Regions from separate parts of the Capsicum annuum genome. Here regions 1 and 3 are each linked to region 2. Evidence: chromatin contacts called from public Hi-C data. All regions are on one chromosome and are shown on one strand. The core of a region is the stretch at or near the end of the contact, and the rest is flanking DNA. Distances in the headings are between cores, read along the strand shown. Region 1 overlaps LOC107844151 (ent-kaurenoic acid oxidase 1). Region 2 overlaps LOC107844142 (a long non-coding RNA gene). Region 3 holds the start of LOC107860342.

Region 1 (4,038 bases), core at 10-2,509, 120 kb before region 2:
AGATACACGCAACCTCCCACTAACAATTTAACTCTGTCTATCAACACTAAACAAATGTTAAGAAATCACCTAGTACTCTTTGTCTTTACCGCGAAATTTAAACTTAAGACTTTGTGGTTCTCAACCAACTTGATTGACCACTAGACGACACTTTTGAGTGAGTGTACAATATCTATTTATGGAGCTGATATGACGAGTTGTGATAATGTATTCGTTCCTGGTATTAACCCTTAACCCTATGATGATGCTAAATTGCAGCTCTTTCGTGCTATATATAGTTGCATTTTTATTAGGTTTGTTGTTTTGCATTCGGGAATTTATAAGTTAGTGGGATCCCTGAAATATGTTTTTGACCCATCTTTTTTAGCAGTGTGGACTGGGAATTTGAAACTTCGCGGGGGAGAAATGCCTTGTCGTAAGTTTTTGACCCTACTGACCATGTCTGGCAATATTGGCAAATGTTAATGCACATTTATGACAATTGCTAGCTACTTTACTTGAATGATAAAGTCTAGTTTGCTTTGAATAACACCTCTGTGGAGATACAAATTTATTTGCTGAATTGATGTATTAACCTAGACATCGTGATATCAAAGGATTGGCAGAGGAGCACAATTTATTAAGAGAATTCAAAATATATAAAGAAATCAAAGAGATTTAACATCTACTGTGATATCAAAGGATTAACAGAGGAGCACAATTTATTAAGAGAATTCAAAATATATAAAGAAGTCAAAGAGATTTAACATTTACTATATATATATATATATATATTTCAAACAATGTAGTTTTAAAACAAAGGGGTTTTGGATGCCTTAGTTCGACCCCGCTGAAAATTCAGTATTCAGTAAGATGTCATATATGATATGAGGTTTCTGTAAGATATGTGATTTGGAGTTATAAGAAATGTTCATTAAAGACTCATGATCTTTTTCGTGCAACAAATGTAACCAACTCTTTTTTTGCATTCGGTAAGTCTTAATAAAAATGGAAGATCATGTACACTACCTATATGATCTTCCTGCTAAAATGTATGATAAAATTCTATTGAGCAAGAAATGCGAAGGAAAATAAAAAATGATTGAATTTTTTCGCATTGCTGTTTTATTTTGTTCCTAACTATTCCAAGCATACGTCTTGCTCTTGCAATTTCCATATTCAGCAATAATATAAATGAAAGAGAAAGAGAGCTATGGTTTTCTTGTTCTTTTTGGGCTCTATGCATTAGTAGTAGTAGTTGCTGAGACTTTTCTTACTTTTCCCAAACAGTTGTCTTTGGGCCTACAATGAGGCAAATACAGCAACGGGCAAGAAGGATTATCCCTTTCAAGCCTGCAAAAGAAATAGTAAAAGATCAGCAATCAGCCCAAAAAGATATATAAATGATCAAACTTGATTTACTGAAAGAAAAAAAAAGGAAGAAGATTTTAACTCACTCATAATCAAGAAGAAAATAATGGAGAAAAATAGATATTTCAAGCTTGGCAAGGTCATTTCCTGGGCACAATCTGCTTCCTCCTCCAAAAGGAAGGAATGATCCAGCCTTAGGTGTAAGTCCCTAAAAGTTTCACAAGGTATTTACAAAATCATTATGGTTTTACCAAATTAAACATTCTTCTTTTTTGGAGGAAGGATAAAACATTTATCCGCATCCAATATTTGCACCAAAAAGCGAGGTAAAAAGTGTACAATTTACCAAAATGTATACGTGATAAAAGTATGTACAAAGACAGGTATCATGTATTCATTGACTAGTGTAATCATCAGGCACAGAGTAAATTTATATCAATAAATTGTGAAGGGATTGAGGTAAAGCAGAAGGTTTGTTTAACTTACATCCCATCTAGAAGGATTAAACTCCAGTGGATCATTATAGATATCAGGATCTAAATGAACAGACCTAAACCACAGCAAAACTTTCCATCCTTTAGGTATAGTATAACCTGTAAAACAAGTCAGTTAAGTTTTGTTAGCCTTGACATTTACTAAGAAAAAGAAACATACGAGGAAATGTTACTGTAACTGACCTTGAACAATAACATCTTCTTTCGCTTCCCGGAAGACTACAAAGGAGAAGGTAACCACTCGAAGCGTTTCATCAATCACCTATAAAGGAGCAATGAAATGGTATCATCACATCAATAACTATACAGAAAATGAATTGGTATTCCAAGAATGTAGAGAAGTAACAACTAATCTACCTTTGAGAGGTAGTCCATTTGCCTAATTTCTTTGAGGGTCAAACCTATTTGGTCAGATGGCCTATTTTTCACAATAACTTCTTGCTCTATCTGTTTTTCAAAACCAAAATATGTTTTGCTTAATAAACAAAGAATACTTGAAGATTGAAAATACATTTCAAAAATGTAAACTTTTGGTAACCTTAGCTCTCTTGAAGACTTCAGGATGTTTCTGCAGAAAATAGGTAGCCCACATGGTTATATGACCAGAAGATTCATGGCCAGCATTAAGATACATTACCAAAACATCAATAATTTCCTCATCATTCAATTTTCTTCCATTCTCATCTTCAACTTCTAGTAGAATATCCATCATGTCTTTCTTAACTTCTGGTCCTCTTTTTTCCCTCTTCGCCCTCCTATCATCCACGATTGATTGGAAGATCGCCACGAGCTTTTTACGCGCCTAAAATTTATAATTGGTTGTATAAAGCATCTCTCAACGAATTAGAGAAAATTTTGAGAATGTGACAAAGGACAGAGGTATTTACCTGAAGTGCTTTATAATAAGCAAATCCTGGCAAGTTGATAGCCATAGCTCTAACACCGTAATTCAAAGTTGTGTATTCCTTTTCAAAGGCATCCATGACTTGTTCACTTTCAGAACTAAGAAAAATATACATAATAATTCGAAAAGTTAGCTTTCTCAACTGTGTTAGGAACTCAATTTTCCCCATGGATGCCCATTTCTCTAATGCTGATACAACATTTTCTTCAATATACTTAATGTACATCGACAACGCCTCGTGACCATTCACAGGTGCTGCAGTTACTTTCCTTAACCATTTGTGTTCTTCATATGAAATACCAATAAATGATTTTTTACCAATTAGTTCCATAGTAGAAGTAGGCCAGCCAGGCTTGAAGGCTTCATCATCAGTTAACACTTTCCTGCAAGCTTCTGGTGTTGTAACAATCACACTTGGACTACCAAACATCAATGTCTTGTACATTCCTGTACGTCCGAATCTACAATATACAACTACAAAAATCATTAAGGAACCAGAAATTTTAACAATGAATTTTAAAAAATATGTTAAGAGTGTCGCATTTGAAAATTGAAACATGTGACCTATACATTATAACTTTTTTTATGGCGTAAAGTAAAACTTAAATAAAAGGCATGAGATATATAAATATACATAAAAAAAAAAATAGTATTATAATAATTTAAAGTTGTTTTTTTGTTGTTGTATATTAGTTGTTTTGGTGTAATGTTTTTTAATAGACACACAGATTTAACTTCACCTATAATATGATTATTAATACAAGAAAGATTCATTCTAATTAATATAAGATGTTAGTCATTTGTTTGCAATATATTAAGGGAAAAGGACACTCTATGACCTTTTTAAAAAATAATAGCCCAATTATAGCCCAAGTTTCGCATTTGGACAAATAATGTCCAGTCGGCTAAACAAATGTCATTTTATGGTCATTTCCGAATCTTTCCCAATTTGGATCAGTTTGATCCACGTAGTCCATATACGATACTGATATAGTCTATATACAATACTGATACAATATTCAACTTGGGCAATTCGGCCATTTTAAAAATATTTCAATTTTTTTTTTACTATAAATTTTTAAATTGATCAAATATTCTGCTTTTTTTTATTCTTTAGAAATTATAATTAAATTATATAAAAACGATATAATTATTAAATAGAATATGAATCTATATAAGATATATGTATAGAAATTGTATAGTTCTATCAAATATGTATATGTACAATATATAGAAAGTGTATACAAATTCTATAATTGTTGTATAATACGTGTAAAAAAAAATACAGTT
Region 2 (4,301 bases), core at 838-3,337:
AGTGAGAAAAATAAAATAGTACTTACTATAATACTTAGTATATAACATTCTGAGCAAATACACAAATTAATTTGGGCCGTACTGGCTAGTGTCCTAAAAAGTTACTTCCTCCGTTTAAAAAAGAATGACCTATTTTAACTTAGCACGGAGTTAAAGAAAATAAAGAAGAATTTTGAATCTTATGGTGTTAAATTAAAGATATGTCAAATGTACCAAAATATCTTTCAATTTTGTGGTCTTTAAACATGTCATGTGAAAAGTTAAAATTTAAAAATTATTAAAAAAGAAAATAAATCATTCTTTTTTAAATGGATTAAAAAGGAAAGTAGGTCATTCTTTAACGAGGAAGTATTTTAATACTAGTAGTATAATATGAGTGGTAGAGAGTCCCATTGCCAAATTTTGTAGTGTGTGTATTACGGCACTTGTGTAGATTCCTCAATTATTTGGCCAACTTGGATGTCACTTGTCATAAGAGGTCATCCATAAATACACTTGTATATTTCATAATCTCACTAATCTTTTCAAACTAAATAAAAAATAATGCAAGAGTAGAGATTATAGTTGCTCATCACTTTTTTCTTTGGGAAAAGGAGACAAATGGCCACTCGGCCGAATTAATTTCAAGAAAATGACAATGAAATTCAAATTTTATTTTTTAGTAATTTTAATTTATCGGTTTATTCTATATAATTTTTATACATATTTTATACAATTTCTATATATATCTTATACATATAAATGTTCTATATGAAAATTATATAGTTTCAATACATAATTTATACAATAATTGTATAATTTTTTTACACATTTTATACAATAATTATATAATTTTTATACACTTTTTATACATTTTTCTATTATATATTTTATAAATATACATATTTGATAGAACAATATAATTTCTATACATATATATTATATAGATACATATTCTTATATAATAATTATACCGCTTTTATACAATCATATTTAATTATTATTTTTAAACAATAAAAAAAGCAGAATATTTTTCAGTTTAAAAAGTTATAGCAAAAAAAATTGAAATTTTTTAAAGAGGGCCTAATAGTCCAAGTTGAAAACTGTATTAGTATTGTATATGGACTGTATTAATATGATATATAAACTGTGTCTGCACTACCTATGTCAAAATGACCATAGTTAGAAAATGACTATAATGTGAAAATAAAATAACCGACTGACTGTTTTTGGACAAAATATCAAACTTGGACTATTTATTTTTAAAATGAAGATGTGATGTCTTTTCCCCTTTTTCTTTTCTTGAAAATACGTTTTTCATTTTAAAATATTTCAAACCCTCTTAAGTCGTAAGGACATTTCAACATTATTATTAAGATGATGAATGGATTTCTAAATCAAGGTTTAATTTATGATTTTGAATTTTGTATTTTGAATTTTTTGACAAAAAAAATCATATAAATGAGAAGAAAACTAATAGCGTAAGCTTGGCGTGGCACTTAGGTAGATATTATGGAAATTTGGTGCGCTATATGTAATTATTCAGCCTAATGTATGCCAAAAAAGTATATACCAAATTTATTTTTCTTAGTGCGGCCTAGTCTAATGTGGAAAATAAATATGTCAAAATGTAGATGGAAAATGAAATCGAATCGATAACCACAGCACTTCACGTAACTCAGCTTACTGAGACAATGGCTATTTGTGTACTTAGACCCCTTTTCTCAAATTAAATTTTACATATATACCGACATGTTTATCATTAATTACTAAAAATCCCAACATCTTTCAAAACCTCCTAAAATTCCAACATTTGACCGCTGATGATACAAGTTAATCACATTAGATACATACATGTATCTAATGTGATTAACTTGTATCACAGTAGATACATACATTAGATACATGTAGGGTTAACTTGTATCTCAGAAATAGTAAAAATATGAAATGTTGGGATTTAAGTAATTTTTAAAAAGTGGGAGGATTCTTAGAAGTTTAGATAGTTATGTTGTGGTTTTAGGTAATTTTTCCTTTCTCAAAAATGGGAATCCTAAGGCCCAATAAGCAAAAGTGGTCCAAAGGAAGTTCATTGGGCCAGAAAAATCCACATTAAGCCCACTGATAAATGTAGCACCAATTTAATACCTAAGTCGAGGAAAAAGTGTGGATATTGTCATATGTACAAAGAAAAAATGTTAAAGTATACGTAGAATATACAAAAGATACATTATATATATGGATTTTATTTTGATAAAAAAATTAAAAATAAATTTAAAATATTTTTTCACTTTTATCAGATGAAAAGTGATGTAAAGGCAGAGTTATATGTTAGTCTCTTTTCTAATGAAGGTATATCAACTCAAAATTACAAAGTTGAGAGGTATATGAAGCCCTTTTCCCTTGGAAAAGAGATAAGAAAGGAAGGTCTCTAGTATCCCTAATTTTGTGGTATTTGTTGACATATTTTGTTTATAAAATTATTAATGATTTAAAAGTTTGATTTTACCTTTATTACAGGGTTTTATTTAACATCAATACACGTTTTACTACGTTTCCTCTTCTTTTCCGTAGTCTTTTATTCCTCTCTTCCATAAATAAGATCCAAATATCTCAAAAATTCTGATAGAATATCTTTTTTAAAAAAAAAAATCCCCTTTAACGAGGTTGCCATCATGAGAAAATTTGGTAATTTTTATTCAAATTTAAATTTTGTGGTGGACAATGTTTTTTTCCCTACAAAATATATAGTTTACAAGGTAAATATTCATCTATTTGCACCAAATATAATTGTATATATAATTTTAATGCATGTAAATAAACAAAAGGTATCATACATATTGGTTATAGATCAGCATTATACTTGTAAGGTACCACTAATATATGTTTTATCACATATATCACTGAGACACAAAATATACAAGTACCACCAACCAAAGTTGTGACAAGTTAAACTATTATGTTATAATATCAAGGTTTTTTTGAATGAAAATCTCTTGGGTCCCTTGCAAAAGGTAAGAAGAAAATAGCATCTTCAGTTTTTTTTTTTTGTGTGTGTGTGAAAATAGAGATTCTTATGTGTAAAATGAAATCTCTTGTAAAGCTGCCATAAATTTTATTTTTAAAAAATAAATTATAAATGATCTAAAAGACCAATTCTCTCCAAAAAGGAATTTCACGAGTATTTCGTGATAATATTTTGAAATTTCAACATGACTAACAATTTTTTAATTAGAATAGGAGAAAAGTTGCCTCGAGAGTTAAGTTGTGGAAATAGCCTCTATCAGAAATACCAAGTTAAAGTTGCACATAATAAATCTTTGTAGTCCAATCTTTCTCCAAACCTCGTATGCGCGAGAGCATTACAGCAGGGGACTGCCAAAAGGCAAAAAAGTGGCTAATTGTGAATTTAAATACATTCTTAGCTATGTGATCCGTGACACCATGAATTTACACTTTATAGTGTCTCCGCCAATGATTACAACAGTGAAAGGTGTAAACACATGAAAACACTTCAAAGTTCAAGGGATGTCTATTTTTTTATGAGTAAATAACATTATGTTGCAAAACAACAAGAGTTTTAACATCTGCATAGGATATTGAAACAACAAGAGTTTTAGTTAGCCTTAGGTGAAACTGGTTGAACTTCAGTGTCTGGTGGCTCTGCATAGGATATTGAGATCAACTCCGACCTATATTTATCATCTGTGTCGCCGCTAACAGATTTTACCACATTCTCATTGTTGGAGTTTTCAGGTGCAGATTCAATAAAAGGAAGATCCTTCTCTGGTTCACTGTATGATATCGCGATTAGTGACTCACGAGTCACTTCCTCAGAAATTCCCTTGCCAGATGCTTTCTTATCCATATAATGACTGTCTTTGTCCTGGAAAATTACAACACTGAAGGAAAATAAAGATAAGTAAGACTAAGACATGATAAACGAAGGAAAGCTACGTTGGTAAAATGCAATAAACATCTCGCTGGAAAAACAGGAAATTAATCAACCAAGTTTCACCCGTACGGTTGTGGCAGTCGGCTAAACACCCTTATAGAACTTCCTTCTTGTATCAACGAACCACATGGAAGACATGATTTGGCATATTAAAGGCTTTAAAAGCCCCCACTCATATTCTATTAGTACTATTTTGAGTATACTGTTAGTTGTTGCTGACGTCTCGTCAAGATATGTTTTTGGTGAAACATGACTGTGTCACTAGGCCCAAAATAAACAGTTGGTTCCAATGTGCAACCGAAAAAAAAAACGAAAAGAAAAAGGGGGGTATAATCTCACAACTTATACATGTTACAGACCACGAGAATTC
Region 3 (4,555 bases), core at 153-2,652, 74 kb after region 2:
AATTCTAATTTCTAAAGTAGTAGTGTTAAACCCAACCCTTCAATTGTTCACGAGCCCTAAACTATTCTCTATTTCCTCACCACAAATCCACAATCTTCTCCACCTTATTGTTTAAAAAAAGTTGAAATTTGGTGTTAAAGTCTTCAAAGCTTCAACGGGCTATCATTATAATTTTTCTTCATCGAATATTGAATTGTGAATTGTAAAAAGGTATTCTTCAATTCTTCTTATCTTTTAGTTTAATTTTTTTCCCTTAAACTTGCTTTTGTGTATTTTTTTTTTGTTTTGAACTAAGTAATTCAACATTTTAATTTTATCTAGTAGATAACTTGCTAGTTAATATAATTTGGAAGGATGGGACAATGTTTCAAGTATTCATAATTTTTTATTTGTTGAAATTGAATAATAAGTGTGATGCGCTTGATTTTTATTTTAGTTTGAGGTTTCAATGAGCTTGGAGAAGTATTTTCGTAAAGTTTCAAAAATAAGTTCAACGTCTCAAAGTCAATCCCGATGAGATGAAGATGTTGATCAAATAGAAATACCATCTCAGTCTTCTCAGAGACAAAAATTGATGTAAATGATCTAAAAATTGATCCCGCTGAAAGACCTCCGATTTTGAGTTATCCTCTGAATATTCATGATGAGATAAGAAGGGCATACATTCTAAAACATCCTTTCCAACCTCGAGATCATGAGTTTCCTCAAACAGACTTTTTTGGAATTCCACATCATTTTGTTTCTAAATGGTTTGATGAATATTCTGATTGGTTGGAATATAGTGTAAGTGCAGATGCAGCTTATTGTTTGCCTTGTTATTTATTTCAAGGCGAAAGCATTCATCAAGGTGGTGGTAATACATTTTCCACGAAGGGATTTAGAAATTGGCACAGAAAAGATAGCTTTGCAACACACATTGGTCCTCCGAATAGCATTCATAATCAATCAAAAAGGAAGTCTGAAGATCTTATGAGGGAGGAACAATCTATTGAGGTGGCATTTTACAAGTTGGACAAGAAAAGTAAGAATGAATATTGAGTTCGGTTAAATGCTTCAATCGATGTGGTCCGATTTCTTCTAAATTAAGGTTTAGCACTCTGTGGTCATGATGAAAGTGAATCATTCTTGAACAAAGGTAATTTTCTTGATGCACTTTCTTAGCTTGAGGATAGATGTGATGACATTAAACCTTGTGTTAGAAAAAACTCCAAAAAATAATAAAATGATTTCTCATGATATTCAAAAAGATATTGTGACCGCGTGTAAGATTGAAACTATCAAAGCTATAATAAAGGATTTAGATGGTGACTACATTGCTTTGTTGGTTGATGAATCAAGAGACGTATCACGCAAAGAGCAAATGGCTATTTGTTTATGATATGTTGATAAAAGGGGATTTATGATGGAAGCATTTATTGGACTTGTTCATGTTAAAGATACTAGTGCTTTATCCCTAAAGAAAGCAATTGTGGATGTACTTGCTCACCATTCTTTAACTTTAGCTTATGTACGAGGGCAATGTTATAATGGAGCAAGCAATATGCAAGGTGAGTTAGGTGGTCTTAAAACATTAATTAGACAAGAAAGTAGATCGGCTCACTCAGTTCATTGTTTTGCTCATCAACTTTAATTGACTCTTATTGCGGTTTCTAAAAGGTGTGTTCAAGTAGGAGAACTTGTATTATTGACTTCAAATATTTTGAATGTGTTGGGAGCTTCCTTTAAACGTGTGGATAAATTTCGAGAATATCAAAAAGAAAAACTCCAAGAGGAATTAGATATGGGTGAGCTAGAAACGGGTAGAGGTTTGAATCAAGAACTTGGTCTTATTAAAGCCGGTGATACTCGTTGGGAATCTCACTACAAGTCGTTTAAAAATTTTATTAGTAACCTTGCCTCCATTGTTGATGTACTTGATTCTCTTGTTGAAAATGCAAGTACTTCGGAAGAAAAAGCTAGCGCATAGGGATTTCTTAGAAGTTGTCAAACTTTTGAGACTGTTTTCTTGTTGCATTTGATGACTGATGTTTTAGGAATCACAAATGATCTTAATGTGTCATTACAGAAAAAGGAACAGGATATTGCTAATGCCATGATTCTTGTCAAAGTAGCAAAGAGAAGATTGCAAGCATTACGAGATAATGAATGGGATCCTATTTTTAAAAAGACTGTTGGTTGGGATTCGCTCAAAGAAAAGGTCGAGAAATTTTGTATCAAGCATAGTATTCCATTACCCAAGTATGATGAGCCATGTGCTAACTCAGGGAGATCACGACGTAAAGTAGTTGATTATACTACTTTGCACCATTACCGTGTGGATGTGTTTTATAAAATTATTGATTGGCAGTTACAAGAACTTAATGACCGTTTTAATGAGGTGACAAGTGATTTGCTTAATGGTGAAGCTTGCTTGAATCCAATTGATACATTTTCTAGTTTTGACATCCAAAAGATATTGGTGATGGCTAAATTATATCCTGATGATTTTGATGAGTTCAACATGAGGGTTCTTGAGAATCAACTTGTTAATTATATTATTGATGTTCGTGATATTGATAAAAGATTCTCCAATTTAGGCGGACTTGGAGAACTTTCAAGAAAGTTGGTTGAGAAAAAGAAGCATTTAACCTATCCTCTTGTATTTCTTTTAGTGAAGTTTGCTTTGCTTCTACCTGTTGTCACTGCATCAGTTGAAAAAGTTTTTTCGGCAATGAAGTATATCAAAAATGACTTGCAGAATCGAATGGATGATGAATTCTTATATGGTTGCATAGTGCCTTATATAGAAAAAAGAGTATTTAAGAATATTTCTAATGAGTGTATTATAGAAACATTTCAAGGGATGAAGCGTCGCCGAATGCACTTGTAATTATATTTTCTGATCAAGTTTTTATTAATAGAATTTGCTTTGTTGACTTTTTTTATATTATATGTTTCAACTTGTTATCTTATATGTTTTTTTATGATTAGTTTGGTTCAAAAATTCTTCTTCTTCAATATACGGTTTACAATATTTTTTTATGACCCACTTCTTTTTCTAAAAATATGAACACCCTTAACCAAAATCCTGGCTCCGCCACTGCATTGCCATCCTATTTTTAACTGCCATCTGCTTCGTCTCAATCTTTTCCTTTCCACTAGAAGATGAAGGTTGTAATGAATGATCGTATAATTTTCTTTCCAGCATATTTGATCAAATTTGCTTCTTCTCTGTTTCAGCAATATACAGTTTCAGGAACACGCAGTGCAAAAAAATAATTATAGAACGGGCAAATAAATTTTGCTTCGAAACTGAAAGTTCTGTGTCTGATAAATATTCTTCTGTTGTTTCATATCCATCTTCTGGAGTATCCAAAGGTTGAGTGTTGTTTTTAGATCCTCCCCGCTGTCCAGCCTTGGTGAATAACTCAAATGTTGTCTGAGCACTTGACATTGCTCTCTTCATTGGTGGCTTGGCTAAAATTTGGTGTAGATAAGCTATTACGAAGACCAAAACGCCGTCCTTCCTAGCAAAGGATGCATCCTCCCCATTACTTGGAAATTTCTGCAAAACAAGTTAAGACACTAATCCACTTAGATAGGTACGTAATGCGATAAGCATTGCAACCAAGGTGTTATTTACATGAAGACTTTCTAATTAGCTTGACGGCTTCTTCTCTTGCACAAAAGCTCTTATGTCAGCCCCAAACACTTGAAAGAAAAATTTCTATTGTAATGGGAAGAGGAGAAATATTGTGTCCTACCTGAAGAATATTGACATTGATGTTGTGTTGCTCAAGATATGTCATAAATTCATAAAAAATCTCCCTTGTTGGGAGATAATGTCCACTGTGGCCAGACAGCCTACATTATGCAAAAAGATTAAATTCAGTAAAGCCAAGTTTAAGAAAAAACTGGTTGCAGGTTTGGCAAATTTATGACGTTTTATTCGATCTATACCTTTAGAATACCATCTTCTATCACTAATCTTCCTGCAGATAATGTGGCTCCACCGGCTAAGAAACTTGAATGTTGAAAAGTTCCTTTTTGCTTCATCCCGATGTTCAAGTCCTTCAACACACTTAGCACAAAGATCCACTTGGTATCTTTTGGACCTCCCCTCGTATCAAGAATCCTTCCACTCTGCTTGTAGATGAACTTTCCAAGCTCCCATAATTACAACTTCATATGCCTCCCTTTCTACTTGTATTTATAACTCATGAGTTGCATTAAACACGTTGTCTAACATTTCTTCTTACCTCAAGCGGCTAAAGAATTATAATCTCCTTAGAAGTGCAAGTATTTGTTTTTGAATTTTACAAAGAAATTTAAAACAATTTAACCTTACCACATCAGATGTAAAGTAGTCTTACGAATATCAAACAAGTTACCCTCAAGACTGAACCAAAAGAGATTAGTTCACAACCATCACGAATATCTAAGATCCATTATCCACTCCTGTTTGGTTACAAATTTAAAATAGAAATATAGAGAATCCGCTCGCCGATCAGATAAACCAGCGTAGATTTGAATACCTTTAAGAAAATCTGATGCCCTACAAGACAGGATTAAACTC

Evidence for each region. Hi-C and Micro-C count contacts between places; a contact is called where the count stands out from the background.
Region 1: a Hi-C map of leaf shows a contact between it and region 2, with 2.7 times the contacts expected there. The contact joins two enhancer-like sites. A contact is called at or near these places in 2 of 5 Hi-C or Micro-C datasets (leaf and placenta).
Region 3: a Hi-C map of placenta shows a contact between it and region 2, with 2.5 times the contacts expected there. The contact joins the promoter of LOC107860342 here to the enhancer-like site in region 2.

Annotation. Positions count from the first base shown.
Region 1 is chr1:200,499,277-200,503,314 of UCD10Xv1.1, forward strand. LOC107844151 (ent-kaurenoic acid oxidase 1) reads right to left here. Exons shown (of 8, transcript XM_016688636.2): 2 at 2,732-3,209; 3 at 2,383-2,646; 4 at 2,202-2,291; 5 at 2,028-2,106; 6 at 1,837-1,943; 7 at 1,437-1,558; 8 at 930-1,332. The coding sequence ends at 1,218. Among protein-coding and RNA genes, the nearest start is that of LOC107844151, 4.9 kb to the right of the region's middle. Within about 2 kb of position 1,260, at least 3 of the 5 cell types and tissues checked have an H3K27ac peak or open chromatin away from gene starts, as enhancers often do.
Region 2 is chr1:200,619,749-200,624,049 of UCD10Xv1.1, forward strand. It overlaps LOC107844142 (a long non-coding RNA gene), which reads right to left. Exons shown (of 2, transcript XR_007047627.1): 2 at 3,417-3,878. Among protein-coding and RNA genes, the nearest start is that of LOC107844142, 4.5 kb to the right of the region's middle. Within about 2 kb of position 2,088, at least 1 of the 5 cell types and tissues checked has an H3K27ac peak or open chromatin away from gene starts, as enhancers often do.
Region 3 is chr1:200,693,995-200,698,549 of UCD10Xv1.1, forward strand. LOC107860342 reads left to right here and starts at 1,403. Exons shown (of 4, transcript XM_016705666.2): 1 at 1,403-1,547; 2 at 1,671-1,937; 3 at 2,034-2,493; 4 at 2,563-2,869. The coding sequence starts at 1,403. The coding sequence ends at 2,869. It also overlaps the pseudogene LOC124898708.